Regions from separate parts of the Mus musculus genome. Here all the other regions are linked to region 2. A link is a contact called in public Hi-C and HiChIP or PLAC-seq data. All regions are on one chromosome and are shown on one strand. Each heading gives the region's core, a stretch centred on a gene start, on an enhancer-like site or on the middle of the called end of the contact. The rest is flanking DNA. Distances are from core to core; before and after follow the strand shown. Region 1 overlaps Pik3c2g (phosphatidylinositol-4-phosphate 3-kinase catalytic subunit type 2 gamma). Region 2 holds the start of Plekha5 (pleckstrin homology domain containing, family A member 5). Region 3 has its middle 26 kb from the start of Pik3c2g.

What was found. Hi-C and Micro-C count contacts between places; a contact is called where the count stands out from the background. HiChIP or PLAC-seq counts read pairs in DNA pulled down with a chosen protein or histone mark.
Region 1: a contact with region 2 is called in a Hi-C map of uterus, with 2.8 times the contacts expected there. The contact joins the enhancer-like site here to the promoter of Plekha5 in region 2. A contact is called at or near these places in 9 of 39 promoter capture datasets (the 3T3-L1 cell line, 3T3-L1-derived adipocytes, cranial neural crest and 5 more), 2 of 484 Hi-C or Micro-C datasets (palatal mesenchyme and uterus) and 7 of 115 datasets of contacts at active chromatin or transcription factors (astrocytes, craniofacial prominence, embryonic basal ganglia and 4 more).
Region 3: an H3K4me3 HiChIP or PLAC-seq map of neural tube shows a contact between it and region 2, with 6 times the contacts expected there. The contact joins the enhancer-like site here to the promoter of Plekha5 in region 2. A contact is called at or near these places in 10 of 39 promoter capture datasets (the 3T3-L1 cell line, 3T3-L1-derived adipocytes, the C10 cell line and 6 more), 9 of 484 Hi-C or Micro-C datasets (cerebral cortex, cortical neurons, cranial neural crest and 6 more) and 16 of 115 datasets of contacts at active chromatin or transcription factors (SST interneurons, astrocytes, craniofacial prominence and 12 more).

The regions. Positions count from the first base shown.
Region 1 is chr6:139,907,314-139,911,416 of GRCm38.p6, reverse strand. All of the region lies in intron 30 of Pik3c2g (phosphatidylinositol-4-phosphate 3-kinase catalytic subunit type 2 gamma), which reads right to left. Among named protein-coding and RNA genes, the nearest start is that of Plcz1, 130 kb to the left of the region's middle. Within about 2 kb of position 1,951, at least 19 of the 459 cell types and tissues checked have an H3K27ac peak or open chromatin away from gene starts, as enhancers often do. A contact at or near this core is called in craniofacial prominence, second pharyngeal arch cranial neural crest and uterus, where this site is marked.
Region 2 is chr6:140,421,980-140,425,935 of GRCm38.p6, reverse strand. Plekha5 (pleckstrin homology domain containing, family A member 5) reads right to left here and starts at 1,837. Exons shown (of 31, transcript NM_144920.3): 1 at 1,680-1,837; 2 at 1,480-1,559. The coding sequence starts at 1,771.
Region 3 is chr6:139,586,123-139,589,967 of GRCm38.p6, reverse strand. No RefSeq gene overlaps it. Among named protein-coding and RNA genes, the nearest start is that of Pik3c2g, 26 kb to the left of the region's middle. Within about 2 kb of position 2,322, at least 33 of the 459 cell types and tissues checked have an H3K27ac peak or open chromatin away from gene starts, as enhancers often do. A contact at or near this core is called in liver, neural tube and pancreatic cancer cells, where this site is marked.

The DNA.
Region 1 (4,103 bases), core at 702-3,201, 510 kb after region 2:
GTCAGAGTAGTCACAACTGCCCTTTCTTCTGTTACACAGACAGACTAATTCTAAATTGAGGACAACTGGAACACCAGACCCCCTGTTCTTCTCCTCAGGTTATTGCTCTGTGCTCTTGCTTTCTCTTTCTTTCACTTCTTAAGTGAATGCCTTTTAAAAGTAGAAGGCACATGTCCTATAAACATATTCAATAAAGAAAATTATTGACTAACATTTCCCTGTATTCTATCATTACCTATGTTTAGAGAAAGTCTGCTGCAAAGTTGTTTTCTACTTTCCATCTCAAATCTCTCTTTTTATTTTTCTTGAACCTCTTCCAGGTGGGTTTTTGTTTGTAAAAGTCCTAACAAGCATTAATGAGTGTGCTTTCTCCTGCATCAGATTTTTGACTGTTGAGCTCATTGATGTGAGCCACCAAACCCATTGCTAGTTCCTGGTTGTTGACTCTCTGGATTTGAGCAGATAGCCATTCTCTCATTTGCATCCTTCTCCCTTGTTGGATTCCTGGCGCTCTGTTCTCTGGGGCTCAGCTAATTGGTCTCTCTCAGCTGTCTTTGCTGAGTTGACCTTATCTCCCCAAACTTTAAAACTGGTGGGCTGCCTGGACTGCTTTTCCAACTATGTCTCTTTTAAATTCCATTTCTCAGTGTACTTAGGATTATTTAATTTCTTCCAGTGAATAGTTTTGATAATGAGTTATTTGGAGACAATTCCAATATGTATATTTTTAGCCAAACATTCTTCCTTAATGTATCTAAACCTCTGCTTAGTATTTTTTGGAAGTCTCATAGACAACTCAAAAGTAGTTTAGGTTAGGTTCAGACTTTGGCCTCCCACTCATGCCCAGTGACACGTCTGATATTCTCTTTCCTAACATACTCAGCCAATTTGAACTCTTGTGACAAGAAAGATATCTTGGTGTCTGGCTCACATCCTGCTTTGACAGCCAGCTTTTGAACACTAATGTATGGACATTCAAACATGTAGGACATTCATCTTATGTATCTAGTGAAGAAATGAAAAATGGCTGTGATTTGTCTTGGGCTATCTAAAGTTACCAGTTGTCGAGCTAAATGTCATTGGGTGATATGAAATGCTTATATGTGTTTTATGTATATATGTGTATATACAGAACATATATACATAAACACACATATATATGTATATACATATATGTACACACACACAATTCTAATATAACTAATGGGAAATTTTAATTCCCATTATGCTCTTAAATGAAAAATGAGGACAATGAAAAACAAACATAAAATCCAATGGGTCAATATTAAATTAAAATCTCTATCAGAGCATGTTTTGTTAAACTCAGAAACCTCATTCATAATACCTTTACCAATTACATTAACTGGTATGTAATTTAAAATGTTTGACTTTTTTTTTGAGAGCTGATCAATTCAGAATAAGTGTTTTTCCTATACCATATTATCAAACGCTGAACGGAGTTAAAATACATGCACAGGCCAGAATGAATGGACTATAAAAGCGAGATCCATTTTTCTCTTTCTTTACTAAAGCAAATTAAGTGTTCCCATTTATTAGCTAGCCAGCCAACTTCTAGCATTGGCTGCAAGATTTAGTGGCTTAAAACAATAAGCTAAATCTATTTCTCTCAAATGCCATAGAGTGCTGTAAAATATACAAACTAAAAAAAAAAAATCCCAGAAGACTCCTAAATCAAAACTGAGCAGTAATTGTATTTTATTGCATTCTTTATAAAGTAACATGTCAGCATGTCCAGTTTCTCGCCTAGCTCAGCCCACAGTGCTCATGTTCGAGTTACATGGAAAAACGCTAACACCATGAAGAACTCTGAATGTCTGAAGAATCTTCTGTAATTTGGCTCTCGGATGTCATCAGCGCTTCACCAGACTGTGAAGAATCGTCTTGGTTTTACTGATGGTGCACACATGACATTTATCCTGCCTGCAATGTAAGCTCAGCTAGCGCCAAACGAGAAGAGAGCAGTGCGATGACAAACATGCCATTAACATCTGGGTTTAGCAATGGGGAGCAGGAAACATATGCTCGCTATTAAGACAGGATTTATCCACTTGGCTTTATTTTGACATTGGGTTTCTGTTTTTTTTTTTTTTTTTTTTTAAAGAAAAACAAAACATTGCCTAAACCTTAAGTGATATCATCCCCTGTTTGCAGGGACATCCAGAAATGAGCAACAGCCCTGAGGATTGGGAATGGTCCCAGTGTACACGGCTGGCTGTGAGATGCTGCACGCATGGTCTGTTTGTGAAATCTCAGCTGAACTCTGATGGGGACATGCATTGGTGAGGTTTTCCAGTCACTTGCTGTAATTTTTTTTTTTTTTAAACACAAGGTTCATATTACTCTTTTCTAAAGATTTTGGCTTCATTCACAACACAATTCCATCAAAACAGAACAAAATTTAAAGAAGCAAAAAGAATTCTTGTTAGCACCATTGCAGTACTTGTTTGAAACTATAACCACTGAAAGGAATCTCAGGCTGGGGATGTGAGCAAGGGTGAGGCAAGAGAAGGCAGGCAGGGGATTTACCAGGATGCCTAAACACAACCCCAATCCGTTTAGAAGCGATGGGTAGTGTGTGGTAGTGCTTTCCATTTAATGCCTGCTTCATTTATCAACAAAGTATTTCTCCAAGAGATAGATGACTGACAGACAGACAGATAGACAGATATGTAAGTAGGTAGATAGAGCTTAGATATCTTTAGGTATCTGTCCCATTATGTAGATTGTTTCAATACGCCCCCCGGCACCGCCCCCCTGCAAAGAGCAGGTGCTCTTCTGACATAATTGATTCTTGACCTCAAAGTGTCCTCCAATCCAAAGCAGCACAGCTTATAGGCAAGGATACATAATAATAGGTGATTTTGTGATTATATTCAAACTGCGGTTTCTTTCTTCTCTCCCAAAGCCTTTTCATTTTAGATCATGTATTATTTATGCTCACATCTATATAATCACTATATTATAAGCATATTTAGCATATCTCAGAATATTTTCACTTATCCAGATTAATCCAGAAACAAACTAAAGCTCTGACTCTAGAATGTTACAAACAGTAGGTGATCAAAAACATTTCTTTTTAAACATTTCTTCTAGGGCTGACAGTTTCTTTAGGAGTATAGCCACTGCTGAGTTAGATGCCCACTTCTGATAAACAATCTATCACCCTGTTCACATAAGAACCACTAATTAAAATTAGTGGCCAAAACGTAGGAGAAGGACTTACAGGGCATGAGAAAGATTTTAGTTGAAGAGAGTTGGATAAGAGGGTAATGGGTCAGGAAAAGATCAAAATGTATTATATCTGTGTATGCAATTGGCAAGTAAAAAAATTCTACATAGTTATGCATAGTGATACAATGTATTTTGAAGGAGCTGCAAATTTAGCATATAACTAAAACTGAGCACATATTTTAGCATGCATGCATAAAGGGATTATCTTTAATTTTCCTGTGCTGTCACATGACAAGCAACTGTATAAAACAGTGTTTCTGGAAAGCTTCTGCTAGGATCAAAGATAAATACTGTTGTGTCCAGGAGTCCTGAGAACAAACAGTCCCTTCATGTCTCTTCTTTTATTACAGAGGAAAAAGACTCATGATCCCAGAAATTTCCTCTAACCTGCTTATGTCACTTAATATAATAAAAAATAAGTGATTTTATAAATTTTAGAAGTTTTACAATATTTTATAAATCTTAATGTTCAATATCTTAAAAGCAGCTTTCTCCATTCACACAAGGAAAGGGAGCCAATCAGTAATACAGACTGAAAAACATTGAAGTCATATGACTTGTGTTAGAAATACTGGTGTAACTTTTAGGTCACTTGTGTTCTATTTAATCTTGAAATTAAATTTCCTTTCTCAAACATAAACGGATCTAGGGAACTGTGGTGATTAATCTTGGTTGCTTACTTGATGGGCCTGAGGATCAGTTAGAAGACATACCTCTGCACCTGTCAGTGTGGATGCTTTCAGAGAGATTTGACACAGATGGGAAGATCCATGCTAAGTGTCCATGACGCTCTCCCACGGGCTGAGGCCCCAGACTGAGTGAAAGGGATTAGGAGAGATGAGCGTGAGATC
Region 2 (3,956 bases), core at 588-3,087:
ATGTGCCACTTATGATGACAAGAGCTTTGGATTTAATCACAGCATCTCCAGAATGAAAAGGCACACATGTGTGCACAGAACGGGAGCCCAAGCAAAGTAAATCAAACAAGAATAAATAAATAGATAAATGCGAAATCACATCATAGAATAAAATATTTCCGGCATGTGACTGCTATTTTTTAATCTGTGAGGGTAATTCGAAGACATTCGTGTCATACGTAATCAAAATAGGCCTGAGATAATGCCATAAAACATTTGGGCTAAATTCTTTTAACCCTATATTGTCTTCCATGAAATAAACGTGCCCATATCCACAAGGGTAACGAGGCTATCAAAGTTGCAAATGCGTACAGTAAACAGGCTGAAGCTAAAGAGTGCAGAGAGTTAGGAAACATGACGGTTTATTAGTCAGAAATGCCCTAAAAATGTAACCTCATCATGCCTGCTACAGCAGCCTTCCCTTTCCTCCTCCACACTTGTGCAAATTTGGACACATTATTAGTCACTTCACTGAACTCCAGCGTTTAGCAGAAAAGGCAGGTTTGTTCACCCTTCTGGCAACTTTAATAGGAGATCCTCAGAACCTCGGAGCTGGCGAGAAAAGTACCCAGAGGGAGAGACAGAACTGGGCCTCACCTTCGACCCAACTGTTCTCAAGCCTTTGCAGTCACCCGGAATAGAGGCGGGCCAGTATGAGAACTCACGTTACGTTTCAGGCAAACAAGTTGGGTGAATGTAAACAAAGAATGACAAAAGAAAGCCAGACCAGCACTGAAACCACCACAAGCCCTCCTCCAGCTCAACTCATGCTAAACATTCAAGAAAGCTATCAAAGCAACCCGAGATGCATTTCCTCGTGGAACTGGGGCCCGAAGGCCCCCCACGCGGGACCGCCCTGGCTCGCCCACCGCCTGCTGGTGGTACGTGGAGCTTGGCTGCGGCTACCGGGGACTTTTGAGCCGGGATCACTGGCTGCGGCGCCCGCTCCAGCGTCCTAACTCCAGCGGCTACTCGGGTAGCAGGAGGGGACTCACCGGTGTTTGGATCACATGGTGGGGGGGCACCGCAGCACCCCTAACTCTTCCATCAGTCACCTACCCACAGTCCCACTTAGGAGAAGTAGGAGGTGGTGGAGGAGGAAGCTGCTTGGCAGAAAGCAGTTCTCTGGGGAGCAGGGCGAGGATGCGGGACCGTCTCACCGCAGGGGTGCTGGGATGCGGGGAGCAAAGGGGAGCGGGTGAGGACTTCCTAAAGGGTGCTGGAGGCGGAGACGGGGGCGATCCGGGGTAGAGGGGCGTCGCCCATCCTCGGGGGGCGTCCGGGAAAGGATGGGGACCAGGGCGCCAGGAAGAGGGCGCCGTCTCCAAGCGCTGATGAAAAGGCGGAGAAGAATAGGCGCCCCGGGACTCAGTCGCGCGGAGCCCGGAGCCCCTCCAACCCCGCCAGGTGGCCCGGAGCCGCAGCCCCGGCCGGCCCTACCTGTGCTCTGCCGCCGGTGCCCGGTGACCACGGCCTCGCCGGTGACCGGGTGTAGCCAGGTGGTGCTCTTGGCCTCCTCGCTGCAGGGAAGAGAAGGGACAGGCGCTGAGCGGCGCGAGGGGCGACCCACGGGGGCCCCCGGCCCGCTCGCTCCCACCGCTCCCCCCAGCCGCCCGGCGGCGCCTCCCCCGCCCGCTCACTTGATGAAGAAGACGCGGCCGCCCCTAGTGATCCCGTACGTCCAGGAGCGCGGCAGCGAGCAGATCCACTCCAGGTTCAGGTCGGCCGCCATGTCTGCTCCCCGGCCGCCGCCGCCGCCGCCTTGTGCTGCCGCCGCCGCTGAGGAAGGAGGGCGCGAGCGAGCGAGCGAGCGAGCGAGCGAAAGGAGCGCAGGGCGCGCGGCCCGGCCCGAGCGCGCCCCCGCGGCCGCCCTACCCCCTCGGGCGGCGCCCTCCCCGCCGCCCCGGCTGAGTCCGGCCTGCGTCGCCGCCCCTCGGCATCCTCCGCGGCCGGCCGCCGGCCCGCGCTGCGCTCGCTCGCTCGCTCGCTCGGAGGCTGGGCGAAGCGGCGCCGCGCCCCCGCCAAAGCCCTCCCCCGTGCCCCGCCCGCGCCGCGCGAAGGTTCCGGGGTCGGGTCCCGCCGGCGCCCGCCCGGAGGGCTGGGCTCCGAACCTGTGAGGTTTTGAATCAGCTACTGCCTGCCTAGCCCGGGGCTTCTCTGGGAGACGCCGGGCGTTGAAATGGAAAACTGCTTTTGGGAAAGGCTTTTCTGGTGTGTGGCGTGCCAAATAAAGGAGGGTCCGCGAGTGAGCTCGGACCACTGAAATGGGACTGATTCAGACTTAAGGTCTTTTTGTTACTGGTGGTTTTTTTTTTTTCCTTTCTAAGCTTCTGAGCCATATAATAGTTTAGAAAATAAAAACTTGCCTTTTCCTTTCTTAAAAAAGATGCACTTGATTATCAACGTGAATTTCTAGGCTCCCAATCTCTCTCATTTATTACAAGGGCAACTTAACTTTACGGAGTCCTTGGGGTGGTGGACATTTAAATCCCTTCGAACTATGATTGTCTCCGTTTCACTGAGAGGGGCAAAGAAACGTAAAGGAACAAAGGTGATTGTGCCCAGGGTTATGGTGAAAAATGGCAAAGTCTGAATTCAAATCGCCTATAGATTTCCAAGAGTCTACTCGAATGAATACGTTGCTGTATAGTATTTTTAATGCCTTGGCACCCCCGGCCCCCTTGTCCTTTGAACAAAGGAAGGGTTCACTGCTAGTAAGACCTCCCTTGCACCAGTAAAGAGCGCTATGCTTGCTCCTTACTGCCCCTGGTCCTTCATCATCACTCTTGGAATTGTCTCCATGGCTTTGCAGCAAATGACTCATCCCAGAGGAAACACAGTTCAATAATAACAGTACAACTTGGCATTCTCGAAGCACCTTTTTTTTTTTTTTCCCTGACCAGTTTGGATGCTTCTGAGGCATTCTCTCATTCATCTTCCCAAGTAACTGAAATAAGTAAATGATGCTTTTCAACCTTTAAGGAAACCAAGGCACAGGGAGGGTGAATGCCCTTGGCCAAAGCTCCTGATGAGCGTGCATTTTCATTGGCTTTTCCTCCTATCTCCTGATTCCCCAAGGCCATACGTCTCTGGTGAAACGGAGACTGCAATTACTGCTATAATTTTCCTGTCCATCTGCATATACAGGAGGAAAAAAAAATACCATCGCTGTAATGTTTTCTCTTTTGGGTTCGTTTGTATTCTGCTCCCTCATTTCAGTCCTTATTACTTTTTGACATCTTATCTCCTACCCAGTCTCTGGAAAATATGACTTTTTTTTTTTTTTAATCAATGAATAGCTGGCAGGAAATGTCCCACATTAGCATCAGTGGTCACTGGCACAGCACAGCAAGTATAAGAAGAGCTGTTGACTCTCTGTTATCATTACAAACTTAAAAGTCTCCCAAATGCCACAATAGCTTATGAATCTAGTGCTTGGTAGTCCTGCTGAGGGATTTGGATGTTTGCATACCACCGAGAAGTCTATACGTTGACTGTGTGCTGTGCTCGGCTTCTATTTAGCTCTGGATCTTTGGATACTACAAGATGTGTTCACAGAAAGCACATCTCAAAAGTCAATATAGATTAACTTATGTATCTTTCAAAATCGCAACCAAAGGCTATGGATGTAGTTCAACTGTAGAGTGCACATTCTATGCTTGGGGTTTGGGGAGGTAGAAAGAGAGACAGAGACAAGAGAGAGAGAGAGAAGGAAGAAAAGAAAAACATTTGCAGTACTCAAATAGTAATCTAGAATCTTTTCGTTTGTTTCGTTGTTTCGTTTTGTTTTGTTTGTTTGTTTGTTGAGACAGGATCTCACTGTATAGCCCAGGCTGTCCTGGAACTTGCTCTGTTGACCAGGCTAGCCTCTAAATCGGAGATTTGCCTGCTTCTGCCTCCAGAATGCTGGATCTAAC
Region 3 (3,845 bases), core at 1,073-3,572, 840 kb after region 2:
GCCCCCGGGCTTCCTTTTTGTCCCTACAGCTGAAGTTTTGTATTCTCATTTTTGACAACTGACTCTAATTATAACTTTCTATGGTCATCTATAATTTCTATGGTCATCACATAGATTTTAGCGTGCAGTTATATGACCCAAAATGACATTCATACGGATGTACTAGCCGAGCACTAACAAGACAAAGAAACAAAACAGAAGTCGGCATATTTTTGGATCAAACTGATACATTTTTCTGATAATAGCAATTTTGTTCATGTGTCTATTTTCCTTATTTGAAGTATCTAAACGTCTGTGTACAGCTATTTTCCAGACAGCAGGTGAGATCACAGGAACGTATGCATAGCTTTACTCGGCTTGAAGAGAGGAAAACAGGGCGAGTCCGCGTTCCCTTTTCCAAATTTCATCTAAGGTGGTTGTAAATGACCTTGTATCTTTTTCTCTTTCTCCGCGAAGCAAACTTTCTTTTAACTGTTGGAGAGCGCCACCTTGTGGACTTGAAAAGCTTCTCCAGTTGCTGCTTCCCATTTGTGGGTGGAAGGATTAGCGCTGAGGGCGGCAAGCTTGCCTCCTGAAGTCAGGCTAAGTGCCATTCAGGACAAGCTGACCTCTAGCACTCCCAACAGTTACTAGGTTTTCACTAATTACAAGTTATTCGTTTGGTTTGCCTGGGACAGGAAACAGTTGGCCTTTCCTGATTCTCATTACCAGAATCAAACGAAGCATGCAGTTCCTTAAGAATTCCGATTTGATTCAACTGTGTGTCCATTTTATGTATTCAAGAAAATACCACGAGCTCTGCTATTAAAAAAAAAAAAAAGCATTTGGAAAGGAACCAATGATAATTTCTGTGTTGGAAAGTTACTGGAGTCGAGTAAATATAGTCTTCAAAATGAGTGTTCTATTTGTGTTGGGATTTGAGAAAAAAAAATTTGAAAAAAAATCAAAATGTAAGCGAAGTACTTTGAATTAAGGACATCAGAAGGACTCAGAAGTCACGTCAGAACCAAGTCCTCTCTGAACTTACTGGGTTCTGTTTGACATACCTCTCATTTCCCTCCATCATATTAATAATGATCTATCAGACTCTCATATTGTTATCTGGGAAATATTGGGGATAGATTATGTACTATATAAACTTTGCTGATTCTTGTTATTTTGCGTGACAGTATGCAAAATGAGCATGTGAGAATCACTGAGTCTCATGGAAGTCGGCCCCTGAGAAGACACAGACCTGTCTGTCAGAGAGCTCACCCCGCACAGATTCACGTTAGCTGACCTCTTGCCTTCCGGGCCTACAGTGGCGTAGTTTGCTCTTTACCCTGGTCCATCCGTTTAGTCATGGCTCATTGCTAACCTGCCCTAAGGGCAGTCATACCACTGCCTCGCTCTGGAAACGCCCACGTGTCTGTCGTTAGGATTTGCTGTGCTTCGCTTTCAATTCGCTTCGTTCTGACTGGTTTATGTAAGCTGCAACCAAAGCGATATTCTCATGGACTCAATCTTCCAGAGGCCTCAACTTGATAACTTTAACTGTAACATATACATACAAGACATATTTATGCTTGAAATTTATTTTTCCATTAATCTGGAAACAGCTTTTTCACTTCTTACAACTAAATATCTTAGCAAATTTATTCCAAAGAATTTTGAAACTTTGAGAGAATTTTTTTGTTCTTTCTTTCTATTTCTTTCTCTGTCTTTTAATACACACACACACACACACACACACACACACACACACACACACACTCACACTCGAGAGCCTCTCCTGTTTCTTCTTATGAATTTTAACTTCTTTAGTTGCCTGTCAGAATTCTGTACTTTCTCTTGGTATATAGTTTAAACACGGACTTTAATAAGTTGTTCTTTCTATGTGCAAATATCTAGTGGTTTTGAAGCCCAGACCTTTGCAAACTTACAGCAGTCTTGTTTATATCGACACTAAATCATGTTGTCTACTGTAATACCTAGAATGTTCTTAAAACTTGCTTTATGAGTATCTTTAAATATTTTCCACAGTGCGTAGAATTTCGCTTTCCATCCCACAAGTGTAACTCACATTAGTAAAATGAAACTTTGTATCCGTCACGGAGAAAGGTCTCAGATTTGAAATTCTGTTTGGCAGTGAGGGGAAATAGCCAATAGGATTATGCGGTTCACATGGAAGCCATTTTCACAGACTAACAGACACAAAGTGATAATTGACAGCATAGGGATAATGACGCGCTTTTCTTGCTGTTGGCATCTTGAGAGCGCGGCAGTCATGACTGGGCTTCAGTCCTGCGTGCGCAGAGTCAGCGCCTGCAGCTGTCATCAGTAGCTTGAATTCGTTTACAGCATCCTATCCTTTCTTTACACTCGAGTTGCTCTTTGGAACAGGTGAAAGTAAGGCTCTATCGTGACATATAATTTGACCTTTCTGAGTCTTTAAAATTTATTTTTACCATGAACCTCAAAAATGAAATTATGGCAGTAATAATTCTTGCTATCTTCTGCCCTTTCGTGCGGTGTTCCTGAAGACAGTGTTAGAAATTAGCCCATACCCAGAGAAGCGAGAGAGAAAGAAAGGGAATTTTTGTTTAGACATTCCTAATTGCATATAAGAATTCACACTTTTAAATGGATCAGGAATTTCTACAACTGTCTTTAGCAAACATCGCATTGATAATCCCACTACAATGTCTCACAGTAGACCGTACCTTCATGTGTTTCGCTCCGTCTTTTCCTCCTCCGCCATCAGGAATGCCAAGAGGAAGCGGCCGGTAGCTCGGGCTGTGGGTAATAATTTACTAATCACCAAAGGGGGCTGTTCGCTGTTGGCTTATCTTATCAGCTGCTACGCAAATAAAACTGCACGTTCCCCCGGATTTGTTTGAGCACCATAAGTGACTGGTACGACTACTCTCTCACATTTTCCTGTTACGTTTCCGTCATCACCTGTTTTTGCAGCAGCTTAGCAGGGCAGGCAATGAGTGGTAGCAATAACCTGGGTGTTTAAACCTTGCTGTTTCACCAACTTCCTAGAAGAGGTATGGAAAGTTCCAACAGAACAGCGGCTTGCCAGGCCTCTTAGATGCTATTAGCCTGTGAGACGCTTACAGAGACGGTGCTGGCAGCGCGGGTCTAGTCTCTGACTTCTCTTTACTTCTACTGACTTAATTCCTCTCTTCAGGTTTAGAGTTCTATTCAGCTCTGCTGGAAACTTTCTGGTAACAATTTTTAAAAATAATCTTGAAGTTTAACATCATTGAAGAGAGTGTCCATGGCTTGAGATATAGCATATGTGAAATTAAATTATATTAAATTAAAATAGAAAAACATGTAAAACATGTATTTGTCAATTCAACTTAAAAACCAGTATCCAATACCACATAGTGAAATAACTAGACATTTTGTAAAAATGTGCTATGTGTCATAAACAAACAAAGGAACATATTGGCATTCATTTTAAAGCTTTATGAAAATTATGAATAATTGAATTCCAATGACTGGTTTTGATTTTTTATCAGAATGTAATATACTTTCATACTCAGCCTCTCTGTGTTATCTGTTTAGAAAGGGACGACTGTTTTACTATCGATTTTGGTCCTGTGGATATTGCTACTTAATATTATATAAAAAGTTCTCGAATAGCAATTTCTTAAATATTAGTTACAACATAGAAGCAGTAATCCAACTAATAAATAGCTCATGTAGGATTACATTAAACATCACTAATTATTTTCCAACATTATTTCCTTCTATGACTTGGAAATATGGAACTTTGTTTACTCGGAAGAGTCAGATTTACTGGGCCACATCGTGTTACAAATATTACTATACTTCATTTCACAAGCCAAACT